3 separate regions of the Mus musculus genome follow, and all the other regions are linked to region 3. The links are chromatin contacts, called in public HiChIP or PLAC-seq and Micro-C maps. All regions are on one chromosome and are shown on one strand. Each heading gives the region's core, a stretch centred on a gene start, on an enhancer-like site or on the middle of the called end of the contact. The rest is flanking DNA. Distances are from core to core; before and after follow the strand shown. Region 1 holds the start of Amigo3 (adhesion molecule with Ig like domain 3). Region 2 holds the start of Dock3 (dedicator of cyto-kinesis 3). Region 3 holds the start of Rassf1 (Ras association (RalGDS/AF-6) domain family member 1).

The links. A called contact is a pair of places that touch in the nucleus more often than the background predicts. HiChIP or PLAC-seq counts read pairs in DNA pulled down with a chosen protein or histone mark.
Region 1: an H3K27ac HiChIP or PLAC-seq map of double positive thymocytes shows a contact between it and region 3, with 2.9 times the contacts expected there. The contact joins the promoter of Amigo3 here to the promoter of Rassf1 in region 3. A contact is called at or near these places in 1 of 39 promoter capture datasets (erythroid cells) and 2 of 115 datasets of contacts at active chromatin or transcription factors (double positive thymocytes and memory CD8 T cells).
Region 2: a Micro-C map of embryonic stem cells shows a contact between it and region 3, with 5 times the contacts expected there. The contact joins the promoter of Dock3 here to the promoter of Rassf1 in region 3. A contact is called at or near these places in 2 of 39 promoter capture datasets (embryonic stem cells and neural stem cells), 1 of 484 Hi-C or Micro-C datasets (embryonic stem cells), 2 of 115 datasets of contacts at active chromatin or transcription factors (bone marrow-derived macrophages and microglia) and 1 of 9 other capture datasets (pancreatic islet).

What each region holds. Positions count from the first base shown.
Region 1 is chr9:108,050,965-108,055,005 of GRCm38.p6, reverse strand. It overlaps Amigo3 (adhesion molecule with Ig like domain 3), which reads right to left and starts at 1,847. Exons shown (of 1, transcript NM_177275.4): 1 at 1-1,847. The coding sequence starts at 1,626. The coding sequence ends at 100. It overlaps Gmppb (GDP-mannose pyrophosphorylase B), which reads right to left. Exons shown (of 9, transcript NM_177910.4): 7 at 4,030-4,041; 8 at 3,764-3,946; 9 at 3,086-3,680. The coding sequence ends at 3,549. Rnf123 (ring finger protein 123) reads left to right here. Exons shown (of 39, transcript NM_032543.2): 36 at 2,419-2,561; 37 at 2,698-2,792; 38 at 2,886-2,971; 39 at 3,046-3,334. The coding sequence ends at 3,166.
Region 2 is chr9:107,230,655-107,234,614 of GRCm38.p6, reverse strand. It overlaps Dock3 (dedicator of cyto-kinesis 3), which reads left to right and starts at 2,706. Exons shown (of 53, transcript NM_153413.2): 1 at 2,706-3,143. The coding sequence starts at 3,107.
Region 3 is chr9:107,549,854-107,554,074 of GRCm38.p6, reverse strand. It overlaps Rassf1 (Ras association (RalGDS/AF-6) domain family member 1), which reads right to left and starts at 2,520. Exons shown (of 6, transcript NM_001243748.1): 1 at 2,229-2,520. The coding sequence starts at 2,478. It overlaps Zmynd10 (zinc finger, MYND domain containing 10), which reads right to left. Exons shown (of 12, transcript NM_053253.4): 8 at 4,028-4,200; 9 at 3,666-3,791; 10 at 3,456-3,577; 11 at 3,210-3,335; 12 at 2,754-3,114. The coding sequence ends at 3,039. It overlaps Gm34106 (predicted gene, 34106), which reads left to right and starts at 3,238. Exons shown (of 2, transcript NR_168657.1): 1 at 3,238-3,378.

The sequences.
Region 1 (4,041 bases), core at 598-3,097, 500 kb before region 3:
ACATGCAGTTGTGGGACCAGGCACAGCACGCCCCACCAGCAGGTCAGTTCTTTAGACTGCAGCAGCAAGCAGGGCAAGCAGCAGGAGATCTCAGGCAGTCTAGCTCATCACGAGACCCTCTGAGCCCGTGGAACTGGCTGATTCAGAGCCAGCCTTGAGTTGCAAGCCCATGGGGTTGCACAGATCGAAGTCTTCAGCTACTGCGAGCTGCACACGGCCATTGAGGCCCTTCTTGCCCGGCTCCAGGAAGACCACATGCTTGTGGACACTGGCCTTGCGGCTGGGTGCATCTGGTGGCGTAGTGCTAAGCATGGAGGACTGTGCGCTCAGCTCCTGGAGTGGACTGGATGCCCGGGGCCAGCAACGGTTGCGGCAGGCCCGCTGACAGCAGTGACAGCAGCCACGACAGGGTGGTGCAAACAAGTAGAGCAACACCAGCACCAGGCCCACAATACAGCCCAGCAGGGTGGTAAAGCCTGTGTTGAAAGTCTCTGGCTCGGGGCGAGCCTTTTGCACACTCACATTGTACTCAAGTGTCTGGTTGTGGTGCAGGCGGGGCCCACTGGCCAGGCACACAAAGACGCCTGCGTGCTGCTCTTGCACCCTGCCTATGGCTAAGCTGCCATCAGCCAACACAGCGATGCTACCATCCTGAGAGGCTGGCGCCACAAGCAGCTCATTCTTCGGGGAGACCCAGGCCACCCGAGTGGCAGGCACACTGGTGTTGCAGAAGAGCCTCAGGGACTGGCCCACCTGCGCGTGCAGCTGCTCTTCAGGCAGCTCTAAGCCTGGAGCTGCAGCCACAGAGCAGTTCTTGAAGACCCGGCTGTGCTCAAAAAAGCGCACTCGGGACTCTGACACCTTAAAGACCAAGCATGTGTACTCGCGTTCAAAATCATGCAGGGCACTCAGGCCCCGCTGGTGCCAGCGCCGGAGCAGGTGGTAGAGGCTGCAGTCACAGGGCAGCGGGTTGTTGTGCAGGTAGAGCCTGTTCTTGAGATAAGTTGGCAGTGCAGCCAACTCAGGGATGGAGATATGTTTCAGCCAGTTGGAGGAGAGGTCCAGAGTCCGCAGGCGGGTTAACCCCAGACCGTGCAAGTGGTTGAAAGAGAAAGAGGAGAGCTCGTTGCAGCTGAGATAGAGGTGGCTAAGCATGCGCAGGCCCTGGAAGGCATCCAGGTCCAAGTGCATCAGGCTGTTATTGAACAGAAGTAACTTCTCCAGCTCCTCCAGGCCATCCAGGTCATGGGTATGGAGCATCCTTAACATATTAGAGGACAGGTCAAGTGTCCTCAGGCCACTGGCATTGGTGAACGCACCATGGCCCAGGACTTCCAGCTTATTATAGCCTAGGTGCAAGGCACGCAGCCGGGAGAGGGGCGCTAACCACCCCGGGTGCAGGCGTTTGAGTGCGTTGTGGCTCAAATCGAGTTCTGCAGCAGTGGTAGGCAGTGCTACCGGCAAGTCCTGTAACCCACGGCCCGCACAGCTCAACACATCGGCAGCACAGATGCATATATCGGGGCAGTTGTGGGGAGCAGGAGGCAGAACATCCTCCAAGTCTGAAGTGCCCAATCCAGCACCCAACATGCATAGTAGTATACCTGATAGCACTAGCCAGGCCATGCCAGTGACTACCAGGGAAGATATGGGGACAGCTCAGTGCAGGTCAACAGCTCCAAGACTCACCTACTTCTGCACAGGCTTGCGGATTGTGGTTCCCTATGGCCCATGGCTCGAGAGGCACAACGCTGGCTCCCCCTGCCCAGCCGGCTTCTCCTGCTCTTCTGGTCTGGGTTGTGAGGTGGGGCCCGCAGCCCTTCTTCTAGCTTCTCCAAGAGCTTTCTGACTGGATTCTAAGTACTAGCTAGGAAATGACCGCTCAGGGGCGGGGACCTAAGTTCCCATTGGCTCCTGCTGTTAAGGGGCGGAGCAGCCACATCTCTTGGCACTTAAAAAGCCAGTGTGGCCACCAGAGGGCCCCAGTGTCCCAGTCTGCTTGGCTGGAAGCCTGACTTCCCTCTTGAAGAGCAAAAGGACTTAGGGGAGAATGCCTTCAGCCCTCAGAGGATTGGTGTGTAATGGGGTAGGTGGAGTCCTTGCTGCTCTCTTAGATTTACTTATGTCTGTGTATGTGAGCATTCGTGCAGACGTCGGACGACGACTTGTGAGGTTCTGGGGATCAGACCCAAGTTACCATAGCTGGTAGCAAGCACCTTTTTATCAATAGCACCCTTCTCTTTAAACTGGTATTCAGGTCATGTGGGACCAAACACCTGGGAGGGTTGGTAAGTAATAGGGGGGAGAGTGGAGGCATAATAATGAGCGAGGCCTCTGGATATTCATCTGTCCCACGTGGAGAAAATGTTCACACAGGCTCAAAGCCTTCCTACGACCTATGCACCCTCCCCTACCTAGGACAGAGCAAGCCACCTCTGTGCTCCTGGCTGATCCCTGCTTCCAGCTTCGTTCCATATGCTATCTCCTGGGGCAGCCAGAGCCCCTAGCACCTGGCACTACCTTGCCTGCCCCTGACCGGAAACGCTTCTCTCTACAGAGTTGTAAGTGAACCAGCGGGTGGGTCAGGTCAGGGAAGAGTTTCAGGATCCTCAATAGCAAATTCCCTGCCTGGGAGTATTCAAGAGGCACTGAGTTCTCAGACGACAGGGGCCCTGATGCTACCTACTACTGATGCAGATACAGATTATATCAGCGCTGAGGAGCTGGCCCAGGTGGAACAGATGCTGGCTCACCTGACCGCTGCATCTGCCCAGGCGGCCGCCGCCTCCCTGGTGAGTGTGGCATAACAGAGGCCGTTTTACTAATCTGTAAACACCAGGACAGGGGTAAGGATCCCAGCCCAACTCCTCCACTCTGCCCTGTAGCCCACCAATGAAGAGGACCTCTGCCCAATCTGCTACGCCCACCCCATCTCTGCTGTGTTCCAGCCTTGTGGTCACAAATCCTGCAAGTAAGTGGGCCCCATGGACTTGGGGAGGCAAATTAGGACGCACGAGGTAGCACTCCTTCCCTCCCCTCTTGTAGAGCCTGCATCAACCAGCACCTGATGAACAACAAGGACTGCTTCTTCTGCAAAGCCACCATTGTATCTGTAGAGGACTGGGACAAGGCAGCCAACACAAGCGCCATGTCCTCAGCTGCCTAGGCCATCCTGGAAGCTCCGCCATCAGCCGCAGACCGGGCCCTGTTTACCCATCACCCTCACTCTTACCACTTCCACCCACCCATCTGCCTGTGTGTAGCCTCGCTGGTGGGAGCCTGAGCTTGACTTCCAGTCCAGGCTACAGTGAGCATTAAATTATTATTCCAAACAGCCCTGGGCCCGCTCTTCTTGAGGGAGTGGGGGCTTGTGGGTTACACCCAGCAGGGTCCTGTCCATGTCTGTCCCCACCAGAAGGCAGAAGTCCGACAGCTTCAGAGTCATCCACTCCTCCCTAGACAAATGGCACCAAGTCCAGGGCCTCGTGAAGCATTGAGTCCTACCCTGCTGATGGCAAAGTGGATGCTTGGCCAGCCCTCCATATCCTTCACATGATAATACGAGGTTCTGGTACTGACTCCCCGATAGACTTGTGGGGCAGCACGCTGGCTCCATTGAGGTACAGTTCATCATTAACTATGACATCTTCACCCAGCACTGTTACATTCTCCATGCGCACCTGGAGGTGGGGGATAAGCCTTGTTAATGGGGCACACATATTCCCCTGCTCCTGTGCCTGCCCAGCCCAGCTCATAGACTTACCCATTGGCCCACACGGCAGCGCCAGCCCACGATGCATGACTCAAGCCAGGAATGGGAGCGGATGTGAGCATCACGAAGCACTGTGCATCGCCGGATGCACACACCATCCTCCACCACCACACCAGGACCCAGGCTTACATTGGGGCCAATGCTGCAGTTCTGACCGATACGGGCACTTGGGTCCTGAGAGTGTTGAGGAAAGCAAGAGTGGGTCATTTGTCTCCCAAATCTGAAAAGATTAGCGACAGGCTGGACAAGGGCCTCACCACAAGTACATT
Region 2 (3,960 bases), core at 1,457-3,956, 320 kb after region 3:
GAGTCTTCTTGGAGAAAGTGGTCCTGAGACAATCCTTGGAGGGTGAGAATGACCCACAAGTTCCAAGTGAGAAAGGTTTTGTGGGTTGTGGATATTGCTCACAAAAGCCCATCAGATCAAGACACGGGGGATGCCAATATTTGGAATTCAGATAGCCCTGGAGGGTTCTAGGAGAGCTTGTTAGGTGATAAGCTTAGAAATTAGATCTTGAGGGGCCGAGAATCAAATAAATTACATTGACATCAAAGGACCTGGGGTGCACAGTTCTCTTTTTGAAGTCAGATGGAGATAAGTGGAAGAGGAGTCGGTGAGGCTACTGACAAGCGGGTCTTCCTGGGGTGGTAGGAACCTGTGGAGCAGGGCAGGCTGGAAATGGGAGACAGAGGCTTCCAAAGCAAGAGCAAGAGCCCGGCTGGGTACTACTGGCAGGGATACAACAAACTGGGTAACAAGAAGGAGGAAGTCAGTGAGGATTCTGAGTTTTCAGATGCAAGCGTTGTGTGTTGGGGGTTGTCAAGTGGACTAAGAGCCCGAGGAAGGGAGGGCTTGGATCACATGCTATGGGGACATCACATGCTATGGGGACATCACATGCTATGGGGACATCACAGGTTCACAGTTCTGCTGAGGTCTGACTCTCCACAACATGCTGTGTCCTTTCGTGTTATTCCAAGAAAACGACCTAAATTTAGTGCAAACAGCTAAATCAAACGAGTCCAGACCATAACCAAATGTCTCCTTCATCCTCCTTGGCCCCCTTTCTTCTCTTGTCACTTGTTGGAATTAGTGTTCTCTGACCTCAGAGCTGAGATGGGCGGCAGTACAGTGGATTGTCTCTGTTGGGAAATGGGCACAAACGTTGGGAAAACCAGACCTTAGGCTCTGTAACCGCCATCATGTATACCAGCCAAGGGATGGAAGTAGTGGATGAAATGAGTTTCATGGGTGTTCAGAAGACCTGTGTTGCTTGGCTGTGCTGGCTGGTCAGAGCTCTCTGGAGAGAGCTTCATGGGAACATGGCTCCATTCTGTGGAACGCCCTTCATGACTACCATCGGACTGAGGTCCATGTCCCTGGAAGAACTAGCTAAATAAACCAGGGCATCTCTGTTGTCTTGCTTTTGGTTCCTGATCCCCCTTCTACTCTCATAGTGTATCTGATTATTGAGAAATTAAATTGTTCACAGAACAGACACTTTCTGGGGAGGACTGGCAGCCTTCATAGGTAGATGAAAGAGTCCATAGACCATGAGGTGGTGGCTATAGTCCAGGTGAGGATGAGGACGGTCAGGATACTTTGGAGAAGGAATTCACAAAGTCTGGCAATTATTAAGATATTTATTTTTAAATAATAAAAAAAGATGCCTATATGTAGCCCAGGCTGGCCTCCCCAGGCTGGATTCTTTTGCCTCACCTTTCACAGTGGTATAATTACAAGTGAGTGTCACTTGCATCAGAATAGTCTTATTTTAGCCCTGCTTTTCAATTAATGGCCATGAACTCACTGTTGAGTTGGGTGGAGTCTGAGAGGCCAGAAGGATGACTTTAGCCTAAAGCTTGACTGTGTGGGTCTATACGCTGACAGTCCTATGGGAGAAAGATTAGAGTTCTTGGATACAAATGGATACCTGAAATCTCAGCCAAAAGAAGAGGCTGGAGAAAATGGTGTTGGCTACTGCTCTCCCAGGAGACCTCTCTCTCTCTCTCTCTCTCTCTCTCTCTCTCTCTCTCTCTCTCCACACACACACACACACTTTAGAATAAAGCACAATAAAAATGTCACCATGTTGACTGCTGTACTAGTTTAGGCTTCCTGGATCCTGGACTAGAGATGCTGAGATGGGCTTTGAAGAATAAGACATCCAAGAGCGATAGCGAGGTATACAGTGCTGGTGACAAGAGATGTTTGGATATATGCTGGGTCTAAATATAGAGTCCAGAAGTTCCCAGTCTTTGCTCAGTAGTTGACAGTAGCGGGTCATAAGGTAATGTTGGTAGCTATCAGAGCGAATGAATTCTTAGGAGATGGAGGAATAAAGTTCTAGGAGGGAGTCAGACCTCAGGATGGCTGGAGGTGAAGACCTATGTCCCGCAGAGGCGGTGGCATAGGTCTGGGGTACACAACTAGATATAATTGGGAAAGGAAAGACTTCTTGAACATGAAGGCCGCTAAGCTTGTTCAGGCCACACACACACACCACAGCAGCCAAGTCAACAAAAGAACTCAGGAGGTGTTAGAAGCCTTGGCCTATATGCGGCATCCTAGGAGCCCAAGAACCCCCTGCACATCACTCAGTTCCTTTGAAGCGATGATCCCATTCTGCCAGCTTCTCCCTCCCGTTACTCCCTGAGCCCCGGGATGGCAGAAGAGGACCTTTCAGAGGATGTGGCTGTGATAGCAATGTGACAACGACATGAGTTTAATAACGATGTCCCCATTTTTACTGGTTCTCCTCTCTCTGACAAGAGGTGGAGCGGCCATCTCAGTACGCCTGGCATGAGACACCGTGGCCTTCCTCACGCAGGACCACGACCCCGTTCTGCGGTAGCTGCAGCCAAAGGCTCTGTTGGGGGGGGGGCGGAGGGAGTTGGCCTCCCGGGCCGGGCTATCCAATCCCTTCTCGCAGATTTCCCTCCGCTGGCCCGCAGCGGCGTCTCGTGGATTCGCGCGCGGGCTCGGGCGGGCGGCGCGAGCCCGGGTATTGCGAGCCCCCGCGCGCCAGGGAGCGGCGCATGCGCGGGCGTCCCGCGAGCCCGCTGAGGCGATCCGAGCCGCGGCGGCGCCGGGAAGCCAGCGACGGAGCTGTGAGGGACCGAACGGCGGCGCGGGGACGGTGGAGACGGACAGGTGGTGAGCCCTCGCCCGCGTCGCCAGGGGCTCCTCGGCCGCCCGTGGAGTCTCGCGGTCGGTCAGGACGTGGCATCCGGCGGTGGCGGTGGCATCCCGGACGGCCTGTGAGGGATGCGCCGCCTACTGCCCCGCGCCGCCTGACCGCCCCCGCCTTGCCTCGCGGTGCGCCACAGCCGGGCCCGCGGCCGCCCCTGCGGCCGTCCCCTGCGAGCTGTCACCCAGCCGCCGCGCCCGCGGGGCTGCGCCCGGCCCGGCCATGTGGACCCCCACGGAGGAGGAGAAATACGGCGTAGGTAGGTGAGGCTGGGGCCTGGCAGCGGCGGGGGCTCGGGGGCACGTGCCCAAGTCCCGGGCCCCGCCTCGATTGCTGCTGCCCCGGCTCCTCCGCCCCTGCCCGCACACTGTGCGGCCTCGGCGCGGGGCGGGTGCGGTACCAGCGCGGGGATGGGCCCGGGGCTCTGGGTGCGGGAGGGCGGCAGGGGGCGCTGGCGGTGCGGCCTCAGCAGGTGCGGCGGGCGGGCGGGCGGGCGGGCGAGCGGGAGGGGCCGCAAGGCCGGGGCAGTTGCGGGAGGTTTGTGATGTGAGGCGCTGGACAGTTTACCCAGGAAGATGCATCTTCAGCAGTCAAAACCTTGATTTTAGTGAATTTCTGCACCAAGGTTGATGAGCCCGATGGTTGTTTATTTTCCGATTGGAAGCTTACAAAAAAGGATGCAAAACGTTGACCTCATTCGCTCAGTCTAAAATGATGCAGATCTTTATTTTGCTTTAAGGGTTAGAAATAGTTCCTCTACTACTGTGGGAATTGTTTTGGACATACATCATTGTTAAAGTTTAGTGCATTTTGCTGACATTTTTTAAAAAAACAAATCTGTTTTCAAATGAGAACGATACTCCTTAGTTTCTTCTTAAACTGTTAGGTGAAACTCCCGAAGGTTAACGATTTCTTTTAATATTCCATTTCTTTAAAAAAAAATTCAGTTTTTAAGGGACTGAGTGTTTTATCTTTACAATGTTAGTATTTCGTGGCCAGCCACTTTACATCATTGTAAATAACCTATTGGATTTGGTTACAAATATTTAAAATGTGGAGTGTGCAGGGTTTTTTGT
Region 3 (4,221 bases), core at 1,271-3,770:
CTCTGTTAACAGGTTTTGGGGCTCACTGGCCTTTTCTCCAGCCGGTTACCGCCCACTGCTACACCGATCCCAGAGGCCTCGGTTAGGCACCTCTGGACACTTGCTGGGAGGCCTCAGGCGGTTAGGGATCCAAGCATGCTTAACACTTGTGCCGAGCTATTACTTAGCTTTGCCATTAACTTGAAAACAAAGGCATTTAATTTACGACTTCCTGTATTTGTCCTCTGCCCCTGTTGTTGGGTTTCAGACGAGCGGCAGAGGTGCATATGTAACGCATCAAAGCAGACCTGGCCTCCAGATTCCCCGAGCATCCCTTAGCCCACACCTCTTGCAGGATATAGCTGGCATACCAGAACTGGGCTTCCCCTCCCCCAAAGGCTCTTACCTATATAATCCAGACATTTTGTCCTCGTTCCCCTCCTCTGTCTCTTTTTCTGTCTCTGCATTTCTTTCTCCTTGCGTACACATCCTCCCTCTTACCCTGTCTGCATGGCGACTTCCCTAGCCTCCTTCCTTGGGATCGGTGAACCTGCCGCCCCCAATAAACCTCCTTTCATACTCTCAATTCCGCTTGAATTGGCTTACTTCTTCGGCCGAAAAAAACCTATTAGTCTCCACTTGTTTACACAAGTCTATTTTGGTTTTTGAGAAAGAATCTCATAGAGTTCAGGTTAGCCCCAAATGGTAACCTTGAACTTGGTGATCCTCCTGCCTCCAACAGCTCCAGTGTTAGGATTATTGTCCACGAGCCACAATGTCCAGTGGACATGTCTAACGTTTTGACTTCTGTACCCATTATCTGGATTGTTAAATCCTTCAGTTCCTGCTTGCTCCTCCTGACTCCCAGGGGCAGCACCCACTGGCCAGGCTTCCTTCTCACTCCTCTGCCGCTCTTGCCAGCAGCCTCTCCTTAGTTCTATAAAGGCCCAGGTCTCATAGTTGATGTCCAGGTTTCTCACCTGGGTACTGTCCCAGCTCTGACTACACTCACCTGATCCAGATCCCAGGCAGCACTGATCGGCCTCTTCAGACCAAATCCTATGTGCAGTGCCTTCACATTAATGTCTAATGAAGATTTCTAATGAATATGGCCAAAATGTCATTTTTTTCCCCACTTCACTCCACCCCAGGGTTCCTATCTCAACAAGTTATCACTGTAAGCCCAATCTGAAGCAAACCCTCCATTTGCCTTTGGTTTCTTCCTTATCTCCCAAACTGTCTTGCTTCCTAGACAAGAACCCCAGAGCAGCTTTCTTTCTCCTTGTGAATGCTGAGATGCCGCAGCTCTTGCTCTCATGTGGCATTCTGTCACAAACTGCTACACTAGCTGAGTTTGTGACATACTTGTATAGTGAATGAGATGATCTGGAGGCACACACAGGCCTACAGTGCCATTTTTAAGTTCCTATATGGCCCAAAGCACCGATTCTCAACTCAAAACTATACATCAGAACTTGGGAGGCAGGGGCAGGTGGGTTGCTTGTCACAGCCTGGTCTGCATAGAGAGTTCTAGGCAAGCCAGGGCTGCAGAGTGAAACCCTGTCTTAAAACACAACAAAACAACCAAAAAACCAAACCAAAACAGAAAAACCAGGATGCCTAAGGTCCACTTTCAACAACGGAGTCAACAAGTCTGAGAGGAGAAGTAGGCGCGAGGAGACTGGAAGGTATATATTGTCCTGCGTGGTTCTGTTTGCTGGTAATTCCTAGGTCAGAAGGACCACTCATTGTGTGTGTGGCTGGACTCCATGTTTTAGCCTCTGCATCCTTGACTCAAAACAACCTTGACTGAAGTTTCAATAGAATTCCTACTAACAAGGAGCCTAACTAAGGTTCTAACTTTTTCTGGCCCCCTATTAATGTGGGAGACGTCACCCAGGAATCTAGAGGGGGAACACAGTGAGCCAATCGTTGGGAAGAGGCGGGCCTCGGAATGTAGGCTCAGAGCTCAGCAGGCACAAAGGCTTTTCAAGAAAGGGCACAAGCACTTTAAAGACAAACTTGAAGCACCTTCTTATTCACAGACAACTAACTCTGCCCAACTGTGCACGGACAGAGCGTGACAAGTGATAAACCATTTTCTCAAGCACTCTCCCTGATGGAGCAAGGCCAGGAGATCTGGTCTGCAGGATCATCACAACTGACCAGCCCTCCACTGCCGCTTGACCCGCAACTATGGTGCTGCCTCCCTTTCCGTAGTCGCTGGCTGTGTGGGGCCGCTTACTCACGCGCGCACTGTAGGCCCTTGCGCACGACGCCCCAGATGAAGTCTCCACAGAGGTCGCACCACGTGTGCGTGGTGGGCCCTGCAGGCTGGAAACGGTGGCCACGACCCGGGACGTGCTGCTGTGACGGATTGCGTGTTGTACCCGGGGCGATGCGCAGAGCGTTGGCACGCTCCAGCCGGGTACGGCCTGGACCGATGCGCCCGGACGGTGCCAGCTCGCGTAGTTCAATGAGTTCTGGCTCCGCCGACATGGCCCGGTCAGGCCGGTGCTGTAGCGGACTAGCAGCTAGTGAGTACCGAGCGGGCGAGGCCGCAGGGCGGGCCGCGACTTCGGCACCGCCCCCAGGATCCAGGCAGGGCGGCGGGAAAGAGCCGAGGAGGACGCGCTGGAACCCTAGGCGAGCCGACCGTGTGGACTTGTGGGCGGGGCACGGCACAGGGGTGGGCCCTTTCAAAGAGCCCCTTCCCAATCTTTCCGTCCAGTCTTCTCCCCCGACCCCAAGGATGACTGTACAGCGCCACACTGTTGCGTTTCATGAGTCTGCTTTATTGTGCGAAAGGAAGAGGGTCTCCACATCCGGCCCTTGCTTACACCCCCCAACCCTGTCTGCCAGTTTGCTGATGCTGTGGCCTGGTCCTCTGCGTATTCGCTGGGTGGGGCAGGAAGTGAAGAGTGTGGTGGTTTGCAGCTCTACTTGACTCAGCTGTGCTCACCAGGGAAATTGAGGTCTGACAGGGGCGAGCCACGAGTCCCTGAAGCTCAGTCACAGTCTGGGTGCGCTCTTCTGTCGGCCCTCGGCAGCTACGGCCTTCACTTGGCTCTGTCACCTTGGGCTGCTAGAACACATGTCTTTCCGTGCTTCTCCCAGTGCTTGACTTGACACTCCCTGCAGCGGGGTGGGTTGCATGACAATGACAGGGCTTGTAGGAGAACCCAGGGTTGGAGCTTAGGGGGGCAACTAAGGTCCCAGGATCGCCTCACCTGCAGCAATACCACACATTCTGGCATCTGGAGCAGCGCTTGGAGGCCTCTGCGTTGCAGTAGCCGCAGCGGGGCCTCTCCGGAGCTACTGCCTCTAGGACATCCAGCCTGTAGGTTTCAGCCCACCTGGGGGAGGAGTCGAGAAGAGCTGAATGGACGGACCGGGCAGGTAGGTGCACAGAAGCACTAGGTGACCTTCCCTCCTTGGTCCTATGCACGTGACTTCAGCCACTCAGTGGACTTTACCTCTGTGCTTGTTGACGAAGATCCTTCTCCGAGAGGCTGAATACGTGCTGAAGCTGGTGCTTGGCGATAGCCTGCCATTTCCCTTTGTTCTCTCTCTCCAGGCGATCCCAGATTTCTGGGATCTAAAAAAGTGTAATGGAGACAGGGAGGAAGGAGCCGGAAAAGTGGACCACCGTCCCAAGCACTCCCAAGCATGTTCTAGGGCCTTACCTGTTCTAACACTAGGTCCTTCTTAGGGGGCTGGGTTTCAGCCAGGGACAGGTGGGCCAGGAAACCCTTCAGATCGGCAAGATTGGGCAACTGGTCGAGTAGTGTGTCAGTGAGGAAGGCCTGAAGCTGCAAGAGATCCAGGGAAGGCCATTGAGAAACTAACTGTTCCTAGCCAGAGGGCCAAGAGACAGGAAGTCCTGAAATTGGGCTGAGCGTCCTTGGAGGGTTTGCATCTTACCAGCTCCCCTGTCGATGCCTGAAGCCCAAGTTGTGGAAAGGGGACAGGGACAGGCCAGGATGCCCTGGGGGGTGGGTCTGGGCAGGGGGGCAGTGGGGCTGGGCGGGGTCATTGAGTTCTCCACCTTAAGCAGCTGTCCCTTGGCAAAGCTTGTAAGGCAGTAACGGGCTCGGGCCTCAGGGCTGAGCAGTAGATTGTACAGGGCGATCCATACTTGCCCATCCAGTTTATTCAGCTTTTGCTGCTCTGAGGGGGCCACCGTCTGCCATCGGCCACTCTCAAAATGCTGCAGCTTGCCTGGGGGAGGAGAAGGAGCCC